Regions from separate parts of the Zea mays genome. Here region 2 is linked to region 1. A link is a contact called in public Hi-C data. All regions are on one chromosome and are shown on one strand. Each heading gives the region's core, a stretch centred on a gene start, on an enhancer-like site or on the middle of the called end of the contact. The rest is flanking DNA. Distances are from core to core; before and after follow the strand shown. Region 1 holds the start of LOC100037796 (protein kinase-like). Region 2 holds the start of LOC103650076 (squamosa promoter-binding-like protein 1).

Evidence for each region. A called contact is a pair of places that touch in the nucleus more often than the background predicts.
Region 2: a contact with region 1 is called in a Hi-C map of leaf, with 9 times the contacts expected there. The contact joins the promoter of LOC103650076 here to the promoter of LOC100037796 in region 1. A contact is called at or near these places in 6 of 25 Hi-C or Micro-C datasets (bundle sheath, ear, endosperm and 2 more).

The regions. Positions count from the first base shown.
Region 1 is chr3:51,077,427-51,084,020 of Zm-B73-REFERENCE-NAM-5.0, forward strand. LOC100037796 (protein kinase-like) reads left to right here and starts at 5,256. Exons shown (of 13, transcript NM_001112497.2): 1 at 5,256-5,967; 2 at 6,097-6,159. The coding sequence starts at 5,773. It overlaps LOC111591128, which reads left to right and starts at 6,166. Exons shown (of 1, transcript XM_023301969.1): 1 at 6,166-6,594.
Region 2 is chr3:51,384,465-51,391,615 of Zm-B73-REFERENCE-NAM-5.0, forward strand. LOC103650076 (squamosa promoter-binding-like protein 1) reads left to right here and starts at 1,938. Exons shown (of 13, transcript XM_020550207.2): 1 at 1,938-2,103; 2 at 2,188-2,243; 3 at 2,345-2,939; 4 at 4,221-4,402; 5 at 4,518-4,733; 6 at 4,824-4,891; 7 at 5,744-5,818; 8 at 5,927-6,034; 9 at 6,143-6,260; 10 at 6,350-6,491; 11 at 6,567-6,708; 12 at 6,780-7,151. The coding sequence starts at 2,422.

The sequences.
Region 1 (6,594 bases), core at 4,006-6,505:
CTTACTCGTCCCGACAGCTGAAGGTTCATGAGAAGAACTACCCAATCCATGATCTAGAGTTGGCAGCAGTGGTTCACCCACTGAAGACATGGAGGCACTATCTGTATGGACAGAAATGCAATGTTTACACAGATCACAAGAGTCTGAAGTACATATTCACTCAGTCAGAGTTGAACATGAGGCAGCGAAGATGGTTAGAGTTGATCAAAGATTATGAGTTGAAGATCCATTACCATCCAGGCAAAGCAAACGTAGTGGCGGATGCTTTAAGCAGAAAGAGTCAAGTCAATCTGATGGTCGCTCATCCGATGCCTTATGAGTTGGCCAAGGAGTTTGACAGGTTGAGTCTCGGATTTCTGAACAATTCGCGAGGAGTCACAGTTGAGTTGGAACCTACCTTGGAGCGTGAAATCAAAGAAGCGCAGAAGAATGATGAGAAGATCAATGAGATCCGGCGACTGATTCTAGATGGCAGAGGCAAAGATTTTCGAGAAGATGCAGAAGGCGTGATATGGTTCAAAGACCGCTTGTGTGTTCCCAATGTCCAGTCTATTCGGGAGTTGATTCTTAAGGAAGCTCATGAGACATCTTATTCGATTCACCCTGGCAGTGAGAAGATGTATCAGGATCTGAAAAAGAAATTCTGGTGGTACGGAATGAAGAGGGAAATCGCAGAGCATGTGGCTATGTGCGATAGTTGTCGAAGAATTAAGGTAGAGCACCAGAGACCTGCTGGATTGTTGCAACCGTTGCAGATCCCTCAGTGGAAATGGGATGAAATTGGTATGGATTTCATAGTCGGATTGCCTCGCACTCGAGCCGGCTACGATTCCATTTGGGTAGTAGTGGACCGCTTGACCAAGTCAGCCCACTTCATACCTGTCAAGACCAACTACAGCAGTGCAGTATTGGCAGAGTTGTATATGTCTCGGATCGTTTGTCTTCATGGTGTGCCAAAGAAGATAGTGTCAGATAGAGGAACGCAGTTCACCTCTCATTTCTGGCAGCAGTTGCATGAAGCTTTGGGCACGCATCTGAATTTCAGTTCAGCTTACCACCCGCAGACAGATGGCCAGACCAAAAGGACCAACCAAATTCTTGAAGACATGTTGAGAGCCTGTGCGTTGCAAGATCAGTCCGGATGGGATAAGAGATTGCCTTATGCAGAGTTTTCCTATAACAACAGTTACCAGGCCAGTTTGAAGATGTCACCATTTCAGGCGCTTTATGGGAGGAGTTGTAGAACTCCGTTGCAATGGGATCAGCCTAGAGAAAAGCAAGTGTTTGGGCCAGACATTTTGCTTGAAGCCGAAGAGAACATCAAGATGGTCCGAGAGAATCTGAAGATAGCGCAATCGAGGCAGCGAAGCTATGCAGACACAAGAAGAAGAGAACTGAGTTTCGAAGTCGGAGACTTTGTCTATCTGAAGGTGTCACCGATCAGAGGAGTCAGAAGATTCGGAGTGAAAGGCAAGCTAGCACCCCGCTACATTGGTTCGTATCAGATTCTTGCAAGACGTGGAGAAGTGGCCTATCAGCTCAGTTTGCCAGAGAATTTGTCTGCTGTGCATGATGTCTTTCATGTGTCTCAGTTGAAGAAGTGCTTGCGTGTGCCAGAAGAGCAGTTGTCAGTGGAAGGTCTTGAAGTCCAGGAGGACTTGACCTACGTTGAGAAGCCAGTGCAAATCCTTGAGGTCGCAGACAGAGTCACCCGAAGGAAAACCATCAGAATGTGCAAAGTCAGATGGAATCACCACTCTGAGGAAGAAGCAACCTGGGAGCGTGAAGACGATCTGATGGCTAAATACCCTGAGCTCTTTGCTAGCCAACCCTGAATCTCGAGGGCGAGATTCTTTTAAGGGGGATAGGTTTGTAACGCCCTGAATTTGGGGGTAGAATTTTTTCTTCTTGTCTCTCACCAAATTCAGGCGTTACCCTTTTCTTTCCTCGTTCCCTCGCTAAACCTTGATCTTTTCCAAAGTTATAGCGGAGTTTGGCTTGGATTTCCCGTGTAAAGAAAAAACCCTAAATTACTTGATGTTGTTTGATGCACCATGCCGAACTATGCATTCTTTGATTGCTTAGAGATGTAAGTGCATTCATCTAGAAAGATCGGATTTCGAAAAGGAGAAAAACCTTTTCTTTCTTTTTCTTTTTCTTTCTCTCTCTTTTTTTTCTTTTTCTTTTCTCTCTCCCGCACCGTGGGCCGCCCTGGCCGGCCCAGCCGCCCCCCCGCGCGCCCCCTTTGGGCCCATTGGCCCAGCCGCCCCCTCCCAATCCCCCCAATTCCCCCCAATCCCTCTCCCTCCCTCTCATTCTCTCTCTTCCCCACCCTAGCCGCCGCCCCCTGCCCTAGCCGCCGCCCCTGCTCGTCGCCGGTTCGGCCGCCCGTCCCCGTCCCCGGTGAGGTCCCCCTCCCCCTCTCTTCCCTCCCCCATCCCCCCCTCCCCTTCCCCCTACCCGGCTCGGCCCCGCCGCTCGGCCGCCCCTGCGCCCCGGTCCGGCCGCCCGCCGCCCAGCTCGGCCGCCCCTGGCCGGCTCGGCCCGCCGCCCCTGCGCGCCCTGCCCCGCCCCTGGCCGGCTCGGCCGCCCCTGCGCGCCAGCTCGGCCGCCCCCTGCCCCTGCGCCCCCACCGGTTCGGCCGCCCGCCGCCGGCTTGGCCACCCCCGCCCCTGCCCAGGCCGGTTCAACCGCCCCCTGGCCGGTTCAACCGCCCCCCCTTTTTTATTTATTTTATTTTATTTTATTTTCTTTCATTACTGTTACTTATTTTATTTTAGGCAGGATAATCATTGTTCATGTTATTGAAATAGGAGACTTGATTTAGAATTCCGTTACGCTAGTTAATTCATATAATCAATTGTTTATCCAGTTCAATGTTGATCAACTAAAAATGACTAGGTTTCCATTAGTGCATATAACTAAATTCTTTTGTTAGAACCAATTGTAACTAATCATTAGTGCATAAGCTTTAACCCCCCCCCCCGCGAGACCTTTTCTCGTTTCTTTCTAACCATAATGAATGCGACATCGAATGTCATACTTGATGCATATCCACTTTATTTGTTCCCTTGTATGATGTACTGTTTGCTTCCCAATTTGAATGGATGTATGTATGTATGCTTGCAATCGCATAGAGAACGATCCGGTTGAAGAGCCCGAGGAACTTGCAGGAGAAGCCCCTGGGCAGCAGTCGGTTGGTGGAGGCAAGTGTCCCTTGACCTATCTATGTCCTATTCATTATTTAATTCACCTCCCGCTGTATACATTTATGCCTAAAGATTGACTAGTTTTGTTATCCCTGTCCTTGCTTACCTATATGGGTTGGATTATTATTAGTTAGCTTTATGCTATTGCTCAACTCTAATCAATGAACATGATGAGATTATCTATGATACGCTGTTTTCCCTTCTCTTATTATGATGTTATACTTGTGGTCTTCAAGGGGGCTCGAGCGGTTTCTCGAGTGCCTCTCCGTAAGGACCTGTTCTATGGATGACCGCCTGGGAAAACAGTGCAACCATGAGGGTGGAATGGGGTGCCCTTAGCTGAATAATTAGAGGATCCGGAGTGTAGTTCACTTAGCCGTCGTGCCGTCAATGGGGCTCGGTGTATGCGGCTCGCTCTGCCAAGTTTGGGTTCGCCCCTTGGGGAGGAGTGCGGTGCATTTAGGAAACCTAACGGGTGGCTACAGCCCTGGGGAATCTTTGTAAAGGCTACGTAGTGATGCCCTGCTAGGCCACCTAGGTAGTGGTCAATGGGGAGTTGCTCTCTCCGGGCAGAATGAGAATCACGGCTTGTGGGTAAAGTGCACAACCTCTGCAGAGTGTTTAAAAACTGATATATCAGCCGTGCTCGCGGTTATGAGCGGCCAAGGGAGCTCCAGTGATTAGTGGTACTTGATCAGAGACATTATGGTACAGATGGCTATGAGATCGATGGTTTTGGTTATGACTATGGTGCTGGTAAGTGGTATTCTTTCCGTTTGGAAAGGGTACATCGGGTTAATAACTTGGGTTAAAGCTAAAACCTGGCTTTCTATTAGTAAATAATAACCTGACCAACTAAAAGCAACTGCTTGACTTATCCCCCACATAAAGCTAGTCCACTACAGCCAAACAGGATACTTGCTGAGTATGTTGATGTGTACTCACCCTTGCTCTACACACCAAACCCCCCCATCCCCAGGTTGTCAGCATTGCAACCACTGCTCAGGCGAAGATGAAGCTGTGGAAGGAGACTTCCAGGAGTTCCAAGACTACGACGAGTTCTAGGTGTGGGTTAGCGGCAACCCCCAGTCGGCTGCCTGTGAAGGCCGCGTTTATCTACGTTTCTTTTCCGCACTTTGATTTATTGTAAGGACTATATGGACGTCTCAGACGTATGATGTAATCAACTATTTTCCCCTTTTAATACTATTTTGAGCACTGTGTGATGATGTCCATGTTATGTAACTGCTGTGTACGTGAATAACTGATCCTGGCACGTACATGGTTCGCATTCGGTTTGCCTTCTAGAACCGGGTGTGACACTCATGGATCCTGCAAAATATGTGTCAGGATTTGGAGATCCATGCGAGCACTACACATGGTGCTCCTCCCTTGTGTTCTTGGCTCTTGCATGCATTAGGTCGTTTCTAAGACCATATTGACACAATAGACTCCATGGTGTTTGAGGTTGCTGAATTGGTTGGAGCAGCAATGATTTGTCACACTAACAATAAAAGGGAAGGTTATTTGTTTGTTTTAAACGTTACTAATTGCTACGAAGTACCATAATTTGTATAGAGCGCATCCAATTTTTATTGATGCCCGACTTTAGCAACCACTCAATATTTTAATCTATCTTTTTTATAAGTTTGAGTTCATGTGACTTAGAAACTTGAGCTCACAAATTTCATCTTATTTGGTCTATATATGGTGAAATTATGCCATTCTATATTTTCTGTTCGTTCAGTCAGTCGTTGTGAACTCTTTTCTAATCGCTCTCTTCATTAGCCGTGTTGTACCGAGACATATTAGATGGAGACATGGAGTAAACAACAATATCAGTTAGTCAAATAAAAAAAATATTATGCGAAGAGTGAAGACAATCAATAAAAAAATTTAAGATCTGTTTGGTGGATAGTTTACGGACAGTACGGGCAACCGACTAGTATGTATATCTGTGTCAAGAGTTTATAGCCACTCGGCCAAGCAATCTCGCTATTTCTCTCTGACTGCCTAGCGGAACTGGTGAATTTGATTCGCGTTATCAGCAATGAACATAGAGCTAGCTAAGAGGATCAAACTGAGGGGAGCGTTCATTGACCTGGCTGCTACGCGGAGGCCTGGTGGACGTAGCAGCAGCAAGGCCGCGTGGATTTGTCCCATTTGTTTTGTTTAATAGTAATATAATCGTGGACAGAGCAGAGGCTTTTGCGTGTGCGTTTACCAGTTGCCCATCCGGGTTACATCTCACGGAATCTGAGGCTGAGGCGACGGAGCGCAAGCAAGCAAGCAAGCGAAAGGGCAGGGCTGCCTGCCACACAAGAGACAAGGGAAGAGGAGAAGGGTAGACGAGTAGACGACTGTGATGAGGCTAGAAGAAGAGCAGGCAGGAGCTATAAGTACCCCGCCCCCTTCCACCCTCTCCTTCCACCTCCCTCCCTTGCTGCCTCATCCATTCCAGAGCTGCGAAGACAGACAGACAGAGAGAAAGAGGGATCGACGGAGCAAGGCGGGGCCGTGTCCGGTCACACACGAGCGAGCCCTCTCGGCCGCGCGTTTGTGAATGGTGAACGGCGAGCGGCGGGCGGACGCGGAGTGCACGCGGGCGTCGCTGCTGGGGAGGTATGAGATCGGGCGGACCCTCGGCGAGGGCAACTTCGGCAAGGTGAAGTACGCGCGCCACATCGCCAGCGGCGGCCACTTCGCCATCAAGATCCTCGACCGCAGCAAGATCCTCTCCCTCCGCATCGACGACCAGGTTGGGCATGCCACACACGTGTTTCGCCGCCGCGCGCTAGCCGTTTCAGATTCCAGTCCGGTCCGGTCCGCCGAGCATGCTGACGGCGGCTTCTTCGTCCATTTCGCTTTGCGCTGGCGCTGTTTGCAGATCAGGAGGGAGATCGGGACGCTCAAGCTGCTCAAGCACCCGAATGTCGTCCGCTTGCACGAGGTGCGTGGCACACCGAACTTGCTTCAAACCTCCCCTTTCGTATCGTTCCTTCATTTCTTCTTGGATTGGATCCTTCTCCTCCTCGCTCCTTCCAGCTCCAGCTGGACCAATTCCCCTTGTCTGCTGGACTGGTAAGATAGGATCCGATCCCGTATACTTCCATTCCATGACGCTAGAAAATGAACTTGCTGTGCTCCGTAAGGGATTATTAGGCTAGCTGTCCAGTTGTACTGTCCTGCAAGTAACGGACCATCTGGCTTTTACTTGGAACCAAAGGATTAGCGGTTTTTGCTTGCGCGGCCGGGATGAGACTCTTTCGTCACACACACACACAAACACAAAACAAAGGATCTCTTTTCTCTCTGCTAGCTCTCGTCGCTTGCTTCTCAACGCTGTTCACGCGGAAAACACCGGCGGGAGCTTTGGCTGACGTCC
Region 2 (7,151 bases), core at 688-3,187, 300 kb after region 1:
TTATTTTATCATTTATTTTTGTAAGGCTTCCGCTATGTAATAATTATATTTATGATATTTATGACATCTATCTCTATGCACTCTGTTACTATATGTGTTGTCTTCTCTGGCGCATATATGAGATGCACCCGTCTTGGTTCCTTAAAGCCCGGGTGTGACAGCTGCTCCCGTGCAGCTGCGAGCAGGTGCTGCACCGTCGGTCTTGTGTGGAATAGGTCCAACATTTGGCACGCGGCTCCAGCCTACCGCTGCTACACGAACTGGTCGGTCTGTGGCGCCACCTGCAACTACGCCATCCGGGTTGATGTTGGACCCCATGGTGATGGTGGTGGAATTGTCGAGGCGGCCATGGACTCTGGCAGGTTGTTCACTGATGTCGCGGTCTGCGAACACGTGCAGGGTCTCCACTAATGACCTCCACTGCGCCCGTGGACGCCTTGCATCGAACACATGTAGGGCAGATTGCTGGGCGGCGGCACGAGTACCCGTAGACTGTTGGGTAGCCGCCGAGAGATGTGCCTCGACGCCGGCGCGGAGGGCGGAGGAGAACTTGTCGCGGTGTTGAGCGGATTCCACCGCTTGGGACTCCGGAGCGCCGACTCGACGCGCCCACTTGGAGTCAATCGTGGTGAAGCGCTTGTCGAGCTCGGAGAGGATCTCACGAGTCTGTTGCTGCAGCGCCCTGGTAAGGTGGGCATCAATCGGTGATGAAGACACCATAGATGAGAGGGCCGAGGAACGTAGGAATTTGATACCAATTGTTAACAACTACACCAACGGAGTGTATTGATTCAACTCGACAGAAGCAATTACAGAGTAATAGAGTTGAGGTAGGAAGATAGCAGAAGAATCGAGGTAGGAGAAGAAACTCTAGAAGGTTTAAGACGACTGGAGGTACATGAGAGTTGTTCGAAGAAGAACATCGCTAGACGCAGGAGGAAGATGAACACTAAGGTAGTGTTTGGTTGAGGAGCCAAGTAGAACGGAGTCGTTCCATCCCTGATTCTAGGAACGGAGTCACTCTGTTCTTTGTTTGGTAATCTGGAACGGAGCGACTCTGTTTTTTGTTTGGTTGCAGAGTGAACAGAACGAAGTGTGACTGTGCGAGCGGGCTGGGAACGGAGCGGCTCCGTCCGGTTGATTTTTTGGAGCGAAATGGTTCCGAATCTGAGGAGAATATTTTCTAATTGGAGTCATTCCGTTCTAGTTACTTTATAACCAAACAACGATAAAATTGGGACAGAACGGCTCCGTTCTACTTTGCTCTTCAACCAAACACTACATAAGATGTTTTGATATTTTCTTTTATGCCCCCTTCGTGGTGCGACTTTGTAGTATTTCCCCTTAAGTATCTAGGCCAGCATGAGCCAGGTACTGGGCCAGCATGAGCCGTTAGACGCTGATGTCCCTAACAAGGTCCAACCGGAACCTTGGCCGTGGCGTCGCTGTCCGAACGCCAGACAGGAGACAGGGGAGATGAAAAAGAGGCGGCGGTGGTGTGGAACTAGAGATGTCCAAACGGGCCGCCCGGCCCGGTCCGGCCCGGGCCCGGTGAAGCCCGGTCCGTTTTGGGCCCGGCCCGCCAGGCACGATTATAAAACCGGGCCGGGCCGGGTAAGCACGCGGCTTAATTTCTTGTCCGAGCCCGGCCCGCAACGGGCCTAAACGGGCCGGGCCGGCCCGTTTAGCACGAAAAAAGCGGGCTATGCGGGCTAAAAACACGTTTTAGTGTAAAAAAAGCGGGCTTAACGGGCTTAGAGCTAAACGGGCCGTGCCGGGCTAGCCCACCGTGCCTAATTTCTTGTCCGAGCCCGGCCCGCTTATTCGTGCCGGGCCGGCCCGGGCCCGCATATAACCAGGCCGTGCCGGGCTCGGATCGGGCCCAAACAGCGGGCTTCGTGCCAGGCTCGCGGGCCTCGTGCTTGCTTATTGGACATTGGAACTGTGGATATGCTGGGGGCAGACAGGCAGAGAGCTCTGCCTCCCCAGGATACTTCGCCCCTCGTTCCACCGCGAGCCCTTCCGCGTTCCGCCTCTGTTCCGCCGCTCGGGACCCGGGAGACGAGAAGTAGTAGCCCCATCCCCAACTGGTCCTAACCCACGGTACCCAATCCTTGACTCGGTTCTCTCCATGAGCTTACTGCCCCATCTCCATTTCTTCAATCATTACTCGCCTTTCCGTTCAAGGGCGTTGCTTGCCTGGATAACCACGGCATCGTTCTACCCGCCGGGCCCGAGCTAAGGTACTTTGTTTCTGAACCCTTCGTTGGTTTCAGGATTTGTCCCAACCCAAGGTTGGTAATCCCTTGGTGCTGGTGTTCCTCTGTGTTTGTTTCGTCTGTAGTCATACGTGCAAACAAAGAGCAGCAAAAGAAGAACAAGTGGGGCGACAGGGACAGGGAGGAGGGGAAGGCAGAGGAAATGGAAGCCTCTTTCTTGAGGAAAGATGGCGGTGATCAAGCCAGTGCGGCGACAATGTCCGGCGAGCACAGGAACAAGGGCCTTGACTGGGATTTGAACGACTGGAGGTGGGACGCCAACCTGTTCCTGGCCACGCCGGCGGCCATCGTGCCGTCCGAGTGCAGCAGCAGGAAGCTGAGTCGAGCTCAGGGGGAGATCGACTTCGGCGTCGTCGTTGACAAGAGGCGGAGGCTCTCGCCAGAGGAGGACGGCAGCGCCGGTTGCAGCAATTCTGGGGTAGCAGATGGAGACAACAATCATGTGGTGCCTGCTCAGAGAGGGCGGAGCAGCGAGGAGGAGACACCCAGGAAAGGTGCCAGTTCGAGCACCACTCCGTCCTGCCAGGTTGACGGCTGCCATGCCGATCTCAGCGGTGCCAGGGACTACCATAAGAGGCACAAGGTGTGTGAAGCACATACCAGGACGACTGTGGTCTGCATCAAGAATGTAGAGCATCGGTTCTGTCAGCAGTGTAGCAGGTAGGTCAACAATTTCGTTGTGAGATTACTATTGCTGGTAATTTTTTTTCTCTCCTGAGGCATCTTTGTATTGGAGAAAGTAAAGAAAGACGGATCCAGTACAAAATCCAAAGCAGCAAAGAAAAGGAAAATAAAACACACCAGGACACATTACCTGGGTGCCACAGGCACACAACACAAATGAATTGCTGATCATTCAACCTTGAGAATTGCTGAACATATTAGTTTTATGCCCCATGATAGGATCCCAGTTCATGCTGATTATTATCTTGAGAAATTCCAAGCTGTTTTTTGTGCTTGGCAAAACTCTAGGTGATGCTGATCATGTACCTTGAGGAATGCTTATGCCCCACACATAATACTAGTTAGTATAATATAAAAGTGCTTTTACTTGGATCGGTGCTATCGGTACAATATCATATGATTATCTCATTTTTTTACCTTGTGCTACTATTAGAATGTCTTTTGTTATGGAAGAAAGATATTCTTTTGAAATAAAAGTATGAATATCTGAATTTGCTTCGATGTTACCAATTCTGTTCTTTTTTTGTTTATGTTTTACTTGTAAAAAATATTCTTTCTTGTTTTTCATTCTAGGATTCCATGTAGAGACAGCTATATGTCTCTAGTTCATTCAGAGTTTCTACAGTTAGTCCTTGTTCATTAGCCACAAATGGTTAGTTGAGAAGACCCTAATTTAATGAGGTAGCTTTAGTAGAGGTTTGTGCACTTTTCTTAATATTATTACATTAAGTCTAAAACAACAAACTAAAAAGAATGGAGGGAGTTGTTGGAGTGATGGTTTCAATTGATCAGCATTTGGGTAAGGAATATATAGCTAAAAGTTCATTTGATGATGTGGCATCATAATTTCTTCACCTCTATGTATCCGAGACAAGAACACATAGATAATTCAATGAAATTGTTGGGGATATCAATAGAGTGGTGTTGACTTGTTTGATTAATGAGAGGCCGTTTGCTCTAGGCATTGGTATACAATGCCCTTGTAAGTTATAACATCACAATAGGATGCAAACTTGAAGTTTGATGTTGGTCTAGGTGGTGCTATATACTTCTCTTGTAAGTTGCAACATCATGATAGGCTGCTAAATGTATGTAGGGAAAAAACCATGGTTCTTTCTTCTACATGCGTCTTGAGTTTAGCAGCTTATCATGATCTTGAGTTAGCATCGAATTCATATTTTAGTATTGCGAGCATTTGTCATTTCTTTTCATTTTCTCATTAGCTGAAGAAAGTAACTATTTTGTGTGCCATGTTAGGTTTCAGCTTCTTCAAGAATTTGATGAAGGGAAGAAGAGCTGCCGCTCGCGTCTAGCACAACATAATGGAAGGAGAAGGAAAGTTCAACCACAAACTGTTGTGAATGGGAATTCCATGAGTGAAAATCAATCTCTAAGTAACACCTCAATCCTTCTGTTAAAACAACTTTCCAGGCTAGAGTGTAAGTTCTCCTTTACAAAATTCGATTAGCAATTTTAGATGCAAATATTTCAAACCACATTCGATCCACAGGTACAGACATAGTCATTCTAAATGTGTGCTTGTATGGGTGGCAGCTGGTAGCTCCTCTGAGCCAATCAATCATCCTAATTCTTTGGTTAACCTTTTGAAGAACCTTGCTGCTATTGCTAGCACACAGTCATATCAAGATATTCTAAAGAATGCAAATTCAAATTCAATATTGTCAAATGCTGGTAATAATGCTGCAAATGGATCTACTGTGCATGAGCAAACTATACGGTCAATTCCAATCAGAGGAGAATCATTAGCAGGTAAAACATTTTATTATTTACTTGATGCTGTTTAGCATGACAAATACTAAATATATAAAATAAAATGATTTAAATAACTTGTTTTCTCAGAAGAGCCTCCAGTGAAAAGGCGGGTACATGATTTTGATTTGAATGATGCTTGCTTTGAAGAAGTTGAGGTAAATTTCATAAACTACAATAATCTTGAACAAACTATAGCAAAACTGCTTTGTCATGTGGGGCCGGAGTACCAGCGCCAGGCCTGCACACAGGACACCGCCAGGAGCGTGCCATAAGAGGCCACGCAGTCAATTCGGTCAGATTTGGACAGCAAAAGATCAGGGAAGAGTTAGTGGCATGGCTGCCAATCAGGGAAGAGTTAGTTGGCATGGCTGCCAACATGGCTAGAATTTAGGAGAGTGATTATCTCCAGGCTGTGACTGGTCTATATATCTTGTGTAATCAGACTTGGATGGATCAAGGAATAACACCCGATTTCCTAATCTCCCTCTTGCTTAAACATATCCCCTTCACTATTGGGCGCGCAGGGAAGAACCCCTGGTGCATTACCGGTCCACGCTACGAGGTCCGTAGCATGGACCTGCTACCCTGAGCACCGATGCCCTTGACACCAGTCGAACTACACTTTCATTGTCAATCTATGTCTCAAGTATATTTTTGAGAAGCATCTTCATGAAACTTCATTTCCATTGTCCAGTCAAATCACGACACTACACAATTATTGCCATTCAGTATTACAAAAATACATTTTTTTTATTTTAGCTCTTAATGAATTGTATTTTCCGGTACGAATTGAGTATAAATGTGTGGTTTGTCGATAATATTTGACAAAGAAGTATAGTTTTTTTATATGAAAGTGATTTCTAAAAGTGTAGTTTTGCAACAGGTTTTCCAATCTAGTATAATTTTGTGAAAGTTACACTGAAATTTTTAGATTGATTCTTCTAGATGTATTTCTGATGTTTGATTCCTACTCAGCTCAATAGCTCTTATGCACATAACATTTGCAGAGCCGAACAGATAAAATTGTGTTCAAGCTGTTTGGAAAAGAGCCAAAAGATTTTCCTGTAGATCTACGGGAACAGGTCATTTATCATGTTACAAACTGGAATCATGTTTCTGTAACAACTTTGTCTGTGTGAAGATTTTAAGTGCTAATGCGAGCTCTTCCATTAAATTTTTTGAATTTACAGATCCAACACTGGTTATCGCATTATCCAACTGATATGGAAAGCTATATTAGGCCTGGTTGTGTTATTCTAACTATTTACCTCCGCCTCCCTAATTGGATGTGGGATGAGGTAGTATGCACTGCATTAACTGTGACTTAGATATGTATATGTTTTCTTTATAATATATTTTGCAGAAGCAAATTGCTTACTTACTCTTCTTTTCCTTTTCTACTAAAGCTTGATGATGATCCAGCTTCGTGGATAGAAAAGCTTATTAGCATATCCAATGATGGACTTTGGAGAAAAGGATGGTTGTATGCTAGGGTACAGGACTGCCTAACACTGAGTTACAATGGTCCGTTTGTCTTATCTGGAGTGATTATTTTGCATTCTTCTCTTTTCATAGACCAGCTTCATTTGTCTTTCTTTACTTTTTTTTGGTAGGTAGTCTTATGTTTGCATCTCCCTGGCAACTGGTAATTGGCGACAAGCATCAGAGACTGTGTGTAACTCCTATTGCAGTTGCTTGTTCTTCGTCTGTAAAATTCTCTGTGAAAGGTTTCAATATAGTTCAGCCAACTACAAAGTATGTATCTTTTTACATCTAAATGTCTCCTCTAAACCAACTTGTGTGAACTGATAAATCCGAATTTTGTTTTAGATTACTTTGTGTGTTTGGTGACAAATATTTAATTCAAGAAGAGACACAAATGCTACTTGAAGATTCAACTGTGCAGCAAGGCCCTCAATGCCTGACCTTCTCATGTTCCTTTTCTTGTACAAGTGGAAGAGGATTCATAGAGGTGCATGGTTCGTGTGTTTTTTTTAATGTCCTCATTTTTTGTTCATATTACAGACTTGACTCCCTTTTCAGGTTGAAGATTATGATCAAAGCAGCCTTTGTGTTCCCTTTGTTGTCGCTGACAAAGATGTATGTTCTGAAATTCGGATGTTGGAGCATGGATTGAATTTAATTTCATTTGATGAAACCTCGGAAAGAATAGATGATCTGATGGCTTATCGCAATCGGTCGTTACATTTTTTGCATGAAATCGGATGGCTCCTTCAAAGGAGCCATGTGCGAGCTACATCTGAGCAGCCACAGTATTGTCCAGACCGTTTCCCTGTTGAAAGATTTAGATGGCTGCTATCCTTTGCAGTTGATCAGGAATGGTGTGCTGTTTTAAGGAAGCTTCTGAACACCATGTTCCAGGGTGATATTGACCTAGATGTTCCGTCACCAATT